Linked DNA regions of Mus musculus: region 2 is linked to region 1. The links are chromatin contacts, called in public HiChIP or PLAC-seq maps. All regions are on one chromosome and are shown on one strand. Each heading gives the region's core, a stretch centred on a gene start, on an enhancer-like site or on the middle of the called end of the contact. The rest is flanking DNA. Distances are from core to core; before and after follow the strand shown.

Region 1 (3,618 bases), core at 319-2,818:
CCATCTGTATGTGGGTTTGGAGATGGATCTCAGGTCACTCTACCTACTAAGTCATCTTGCTAAAGCAAGATGCTAACACAAGATAACACCAAATTGAGTAGGATTCCTTTGTTTAGATGCAGGTCTCATGTAGCTCAGGCTAGACCGGACTTTGACATATAGGTGAGGCTCAACTTTGGGGGGCTCATAATTCTCCTGCCTCCTGCTTCCACTTTCCAAGTGCTATGTGTATACCACCATGCTTGTTTCTAGTAGGATCTTTAGCGAAAACATAGATAAACTGATTCTAAAATGTACATGGGAGGAACAGAACTAGAAAAACTAAAATTGTAGTGGTAGGAATAAGAGTGACCTTAAAAACTTATAATTTGAATGCTTAGTCATTAGGGCACTACTTGAGAAGGATTAGGAGGTGTGGCATTGTTGGAGGAAGTGTGTCACTGAGGGAGGGCTTTGATGTTTCAAAGCCCAAGCCAGGTCCAGAGGCTCTCTCTCCCTGCTGCCTGCTGCTCTGGATGTAAAACTCTCAGCTGCCATGTCTGCCTGAATGCCACCATGAGGACAATGGACTAAGCCTCCGAAACTCTAAGCAAGCCCCAATTAAACACTTTCTTTTATAAGAATTGCCTGGCTCATGGTGTCTCTTCACAGCAATAGAACACTGACTAAGACAAACACCAGGTCTGAGCTAGCAGGCTGCCATGGTGGGAGTTGAGCCTGCAATCCCGGCACCCAGAGGCAGAAGGAACACGCCAAATTTGTCTAGGTCTACACGGTGAGTTTTATGCCAGTCAGAGATTCACAGTGAGGCCTTGTCTTTAAAAGATAGTGGTAGGTCTCACTCTGCCTTATTCGTCAGCATGTGGGGTGAAAGGGAAAATGACGGGTGCGAAGATCAGCAGAGCAGGAGAGATGGTCTGGAAACAGCACGGAGGGAATGTAGGTCTAGCCTCCGTACACATGCACGCAAGTGCATGCTAGAGAGGAAGGGCTGAAGGGAAAGGCAAGGCGAGCTTGCTGGGAGTAGACACAGGTCTGCACATACACAGATGCAAGAGACCTAACTCCTTCAGGTATGGAAACCAGAGAACCCAGATGTGAATCGCCAGGAAGCCCAAGCTCAGAGGCTTGCAAACCCTCATGGGGGTCACACACACACGGGGTCACCCATCAAGAATCAGAATCAGAGTAAACAATGAGGAAGAGAGGTGAGCCCGCAGCTTCCCTGGGTGTCTGAGTGAGCTCTTTGCAGTTGGAGGTCCTTTCCCTAGTGAAATAAGCTGGGGTGGTGGGGTATCAACAGGGGGTTATCAGATGCTCAGCTCCTGGGAACTTGAGGCAGAAATCAGACTTCTAAGTTTCACCTGGCCTCAAGCCCTGAGGTTGTATTCCTGGCTGCCTTCCTTAATCACGAAGCTTGAGGCCCAGGGGAGACTTTGCCCTTCCCCCTATAGCAGATGTGACCCCTTTCCCTGGCCCAGAGGGTTCAGGAGCCAAACCCTGTCTGCTCCCTGGCGACAGTCACCTCCTCTGTGCTCCCAGGATGAGTCTCAGGTCGCAGGAACCGCCCCGCAGCTGCTGCTGGTCCCCACCTGTGCACTACAGCCCCAGGGGAACTGTGAACCTGCTCCAGTAGGCCCGGAGGACAGGGACACGGTGGAAACCAGACCTCCGTTTGGGAGGTGTGGGGCCAGGGATGTGTTTGTGCCAGCTCCTGGCTGGTCCCCCGGGGGGGGGGGGCGCTTCTGCTTGGAGCCAGGATGCACCTGCCCAAGAAACTATGGTTTCACAGGGAGGTAGGTGATCTAATTCACTCCATCCCAGAGTATCCCAGATGCCCTTTTTAAAGGTCACTTTACCTTGATCCAGGCGAGGAGTACCTCGCCTACCTTCTCTCTCCCACATCGCAGTGGCTTACACTCTCGCTGAGTCACCCTTTCTCCTCAAAGCCAGTTCTTACATCCTACACGTGGCCCTGCAACCTCCAGGTGCTGTGCTCATGCGCGGCCCCACCCGCAGCCTCAGAACAGCTTCCACCTCTCTGCCATCTCCTAGGCCCAATCATTGGGTCGGCTCACATCCCCACCGCCTCTCCATGTGCTCCGTGATCTCTGTGTCTTGTCCTTACACATTCTTGGAGCCAATGAAACGCAAAACTATGCTTACTGTCATTTACGTGGCACGGGTCGGGGGCGGTTTGCTGGGTAGAGGACCGGGGATTCACACCAAACGAGACAATCCGCAGCCTTACAAAGCAATGTTTAAACGGAATCAGGGCAGAGCTTTAGAAAAAAAGCAATTCCAATCTATTAACTTTCAACATAATAAGCAGCAGTTTAAAACCACCATTAAAATAACCAGAATTCTAATTGGAAGACGTATTGATTCAGGATGACTCCAGAAGAGTCTGGGAGCTAGACCAGGAGCAGGCTCACAGGGACATGGTCCTCCATCCTGCCTGAAGACTGAGCCGACTCTCGCCTTCTGCTAGCCCTACAGCCCGGACTCCCAGAAGCTCCGGGTTTCTATGCCCTTTCCACCCTCCCCAGTCCTCACCAGGTGGCATCTTCGCAAAGCTCCACTTGGCAGGATGTGTCTTCACTCCACTTGCCTGTCAGCACCAGGACACAGCCTGACTACTCCTTGTTTTGGGTTCTTTGCGCTCAGGCCTGGCCAACCTGGCTCTCTGGGCTGGCGGTTGGGGCCCAGGAGCCCTCATTGGGGTTTTTGCCCAACAGCGCTTCCCATAGTGCCAAGACCGGATTCCTTGGCCTTCCTGCCTGTACTTCGGGAACCCTTTGTTCCAACGATGGGTTGAGATGTCTCCCAGGTGTTTTAATCAAAGGCCCAGGCTCTTCCTGGCTTCTCTTCCTCTCACTGAACTTGGAGTTGAAAAAAAGTGACATCAAGCTGGGGCAAGGGGTGTGTGTGTGTGTGTGTGGGGTGGGGTAAGGGTGTGGTTAGCACAGACCATTAATTCTAACACTTGGGAGGCAGAGACAGTTGGGAGGCAGAGACAGGAGGATCACTGTTAATTGGAGACCAGCCTGTTTTACATATTGAGTTCCAGGACAAACAAGGCTATACAGAGTGACCATGTCTCAATGGGGAACTCCCCCTCAAAAAAAAAAAAAGCTACATTAAAATCAACACGTGAAAAAAAGCCAACTTGCCGGAGGAAGCCTGGAAGCCTTCCTGATCCTGGCATTATCCAACCAACAGAGTGTGCTTGAAACAAAGGTTGTGAAATACGACAAACAGAGGTTGAGGGCTGTGAAGAGCCATATACTTGTAGCCAGATGATGTTTTGGGGGCTTTCCTCAGCTCACTGGCCGACTTGCATCCTTGGGAGTGTCTCTTTCCTCTCTTCTCTCTCTCTCCCCCTTTCTCTTTCTCTCTTTCCTTCCTTCCTTCCTTCCTTCCTTCCTTCCTTCCTTCCTTCCTTCCTTCCTCCCTCCTTCCCTCCCTCCCTCCCTCTCCCTCTCTCTCTCTCTTTCTTTCTCTTTCTGTCTGTCTATCTGTCTGTCTTCTTTCTTTTTTGAGAAAGGGTTTCTCCGTAGTCCTGGCTCTCCTGGAACTCACTTTGTAGGCCAAGCTCACCTCGAACTCAGACATCTG
Region 2 (3,618 bases), core at 677-3,176, 450 kb after region 1:
CTGAGTTCGAGGCCAGCCTAGTCTACAAAGTGAGTGCCAGGACAGCCAGGGCTACACAGAGAAACCCTGTCTCAAAAAAACAAAAAAGAAGAAGAAGAAGAAGAAAATATTTTGGATAATTACCTATAGTATAGATCCCAAGTAACATGTTAATGAACTACCAATTATTAACAGTGTAGACCAAATAATTTACCTTCATTTTACTAAGTGGGAAAATAATGTTTTGTAGGCTCTTTATCAATAAGAGATTATTTCTATGAGCTACAGCCTTAGCAACCGCATTACTTAATAAGCCAGTCACCTGCTCTGTTTTGGGTGTTACATTTTTATAGAATTTAACGGAGAGAGTTTTCAGAAAGCAACTTAAAGAGCAGAGGCAAATTCTCAGTGTGGATAAACAGATAAGAGTGTATCCAATGATGTGGTTCAAAATGTAGCTCTTTTAGTTTACTATGAAATTTAAGCACTAAGCTAAACAGTTTATTGAATGATTAGAGGGAACATCTAAATAATGAATGACTAAAACCTCTGGAAACTAACAGTGTTGGCTTAGTGCTTTATGTCCTGGTTGTCACTGTTTCAATACTAGAAGTCTGGCTTGTTTTGATTATTTTTCTTCTCCCATGAAGGAATCATTGATACTGAGTTATTCCTGCTATTGGGGGGGGAACAATTCTCATGAAGGGACATTTAATATTGAGTTATTCCCTTTATAAGGGAAAATCAAACAAACAAACAAAAAGCCCCAAAATAACAAACAACTCTCTCTTTTTAGAATAATTGGCAGAGACTTTATTATCTCCCTTTTCCTTTATTATCTCTTTCTTTTTTATTTTTTAATTTTTAATTAATTAATTAATTAATTTGTTTATTTATTTATTGGTTTTTCAAGACACGGTTTCTCTGTGTAGCCCTGGCTGTCCTGGTACTCACTCTGTAGACCAGGCTGGCCTCAAACTCAGCCTCTGATTGCCTTTGTCTCCTAAATGCTGGGATTAAAGGCGCCCCCACTACTGAGCTCCTAACCCTTAGTTTCTGTTTAAAGAAAACTTTAATTACCTTCTCTCTCCAAGGGTCTTGTGCCGCATTTATAAAGCCAGTTGAGGGAAACCCTGTAAGTATCAATGCAGAAGAGACAAAAATGAAAATCTGGTTCAGACTTCATCCAGAGGTTCCTTGTCAGTAGACTTCCAGACAAGAATCCGTCCAAATCAGTACACTCCCAATAAACAATAAAGCTTAAAGTATGACCACATACAAAGCCTTTTACATGATACGTGTGACCTTGGGAGAGGGGGCAGGGGAGGTCTATAGCTAAAAGACCTACAATCTAGTGTGATCTCCGAGCCCATTGCACAGAGATCCGCAGGCCACAAAGCACATGTGACATCTCTCCTAAGGATGGGTAACAGTATAGGGAGGGAAGATTCTAGGATAACCATCCTGGAGAATTTGAATGCAGTCTGCCTCTATAGCAAAAGGTGGGTGAGGTCTGCCTCCGCAGAGAGCATAAAGGTCTCGAGGTCCTTAACGAAAGCCATGCTCAGCTTTCTGGGTGGGATACAGGTTTTTGATTTTTATCTCATCCACCTAGGAGACACCCTTGTGTGATTAACACCCCTGGCTCTCTAGTGTGGCTCTATGAGCACAAGAACCTCTGTGCCCCCAACAAGAGGGAGTCAGAGGTCTGGCTACAGAGTGATCCCAGTTTATCTGAAGGACAGAGGAGGCAGCTATTAAGGCAAGGGGGGCTGGGCTAGCAGGTTTTGCTTCTGTACTGATACATTAACTTGCTGAGGTCAGGAGGAAGGAGCATGGTCACTTATTACTAAATGTCAAGGCCAAGGAGATAGGTTTTGTCTGGTCAGTTACATAACCTGTGCGCATATAAAGAGCTCCTGGGCCTACGATTTCGCTTTCCTGCAAGCTCTGCCGTCGGGTGACTGCTCCCTCAGGATGAAGGTCGATGTGGTAAGTACCTTATGATCTGAACAGGGATGGCTCCACCAACCCCTTGCCATGGGCTCAACAGAAGAGGCAGTGGCAGTGCCACCCCTTTCACCTGCTAGCCCTGCCCTCAAGGCCACAGAGCTAACTCCTCCCTGTTGTGGTCCAGTCCCCGTAGGGCTTAGAAGCCCCCCTCCTCCCCCAACTTCTTGTTGAATCAGGCAACCGCCTAAAATTATCTTCTAAATGCAAGGAGATCAGCAGGTGGAGATCACTGCCTCTTAATTAGTCTCCTCACGCTGGAAGTAGCCATCAGCTGGTTAAGCCGACCTTAAGTAGCCATCAGCTGGTTAAGCCGACCTTCGACATGCGCAAGGGATGAGATGGTTTATTTAGTATTTATACCCTGGGGATGTCATTTCCTCACTTCCTGTGGACCTGGCTGGTGGTGAAATGGGTCAAATTCCTATTTAACCAGGGCCCAGACCCTTCCCTGGTCTATCGACCCGATGTGGACCCAGAGATGGCCAAAAGCAAGGACAGCTTCCGAAACTATACTGTGAGTGACACCCTGGGCCTTCTCTGCCTTTTCAAGCAAGTCTCTGGTCCAGCTCTGTGGAGAGCAGACCTTCCTCTTCTTCCCGAAGCTCTAAAGGGGATTTTTTTGTTTTTTTGGAAGCCCCATTCCTGTGGGATATATGGCCTGCAGCAGGGGAGGCCATGGTCTCCAGTGTGCTGGGGCAGTAGTCAGGCACCTAGCCTGCACTGACTATCTGGTTTTCAGTCAGGCCCGCTGCTGGATCGTGTCTTTACCACATACAAGCTCATGCACACTCACCAGACTGTGGACTTCGTCAGCAGGAAGGTAAACGTTCCCTGCTCCCGATGCCAACTCTGATGGGGAGGCGCCTCCTTGCCTTTGACCCACAGAATGCCCCTGCCCTGTAGCCCTCCCTCTCTGTGGGAGAACGGCTCACTTCTCCCTTCTCTCCAGCGCATCCAGTATGGAAGCTTCTCTTACAAGAAGATGACCATCATGGAGGCTGTGGGCATGCTGGATGATCTGGTGGACGAATCTGACCCAGACGTAGATTTCCCCAACTCCTTCCACGCGTTCCAGACCGCGGAGGGCATCCGGAAAGCCCACCCGGACAAGGGTGTGCCCCTACAGCTGTGGTGGGGGAGGTGCTCCCATCCGCCCCAGAAGGAGTCCAGAGGGGCCTGGTCCTCTCCCGCAGGCCCCACCTTGAGGGAAGCAGACCCCTGGGCTCCTCGCTTTCAGCGCAGAGCCTGCTCCGCCTACCTTTATCCCTTCAGGTTCTAGGTCATATGTCCCTTTCCCACAGACTGGTTCCACCTGGTCGGACTTTTGCACGATCTGGGGAAAATTATGGCTCTGTGGGGGGAACCTCAGGTAAAGGCCAGCGGTGGGGAGTGGGGCAGCTTCAGCCCTGGGCTTGGGGCACTATGAGCAGAGGAGACCTCTTTAGCCCTCACTCACAGCTGCCTGTCCTTTCCTAGTGGGCTGTTGTTGGAGACACGTTCCCCGTGGGCTGCCGTCCCCAGGCCTCTGTGGTGTTCTGTGACTCTACTTTCCAGGACAATCCTGACCTCCAGGATCCTCGATACAGGTACACTGAAATAGCGCCTCAGTTTACCTCAATAAAGGAC

The links. HiChIP or PLAC-seq counts read pairs in DNA pulled down with a chosen protein or histone mark.
Region 2: an H3K27ac HiChIP or PLAC-seq map of embryonic stem cells shows a contact between it and region 1, with 2.7 times the contacts expected there. The contact joins the promoter of Miox here to the enhancer-like site in region 1. A contact is called at or near these places in 5 of 39 promoter capture datasets (the C10 cell line, cranial neural crest, hematopoietic stem and progenitor cells and 1 more), 1 of 115 datasets of contacts at active chromatin or transcription factors (embryonic stem cells) and 2 of 9 other capture datasets (adipose tissue and liver).

The regions. Positions count from the first base shown.
Region 1 is chr15:88,879,878-88,883,495 of GRCm38.p6, forward strand. No RefSeq gene overlaps it. Among named protein-coding and RNA genes, the nearest start is that of Gm38643, 3.8 kb to the right of the region's middle. Within about 2 kb of position 1,569, at least 10 of the 459 cell types and tissues checked have an H3K27ac peak or open chromatin away from gene starts, as enhancers often do. A contact at or near this core is called in embryonic stem cells, where this site is marked.
Region 2 is chr15:89,332,547-89,336,164 of GRCm38.p6, forward strand. It overlaps Miox (myo-inositol oxygenase), which reads left to right and starts at 1,927. Exons shown (of 10, transcript NM_019977.2): 1 at 1,927-1,971; 2 at 2,426-2,506; 3 at 2,732-2,812; 4 at 2,942-3,104; 5 at 3,294-3,361; 6 at 3,469-3,578. The coding sequence starts at 1,957.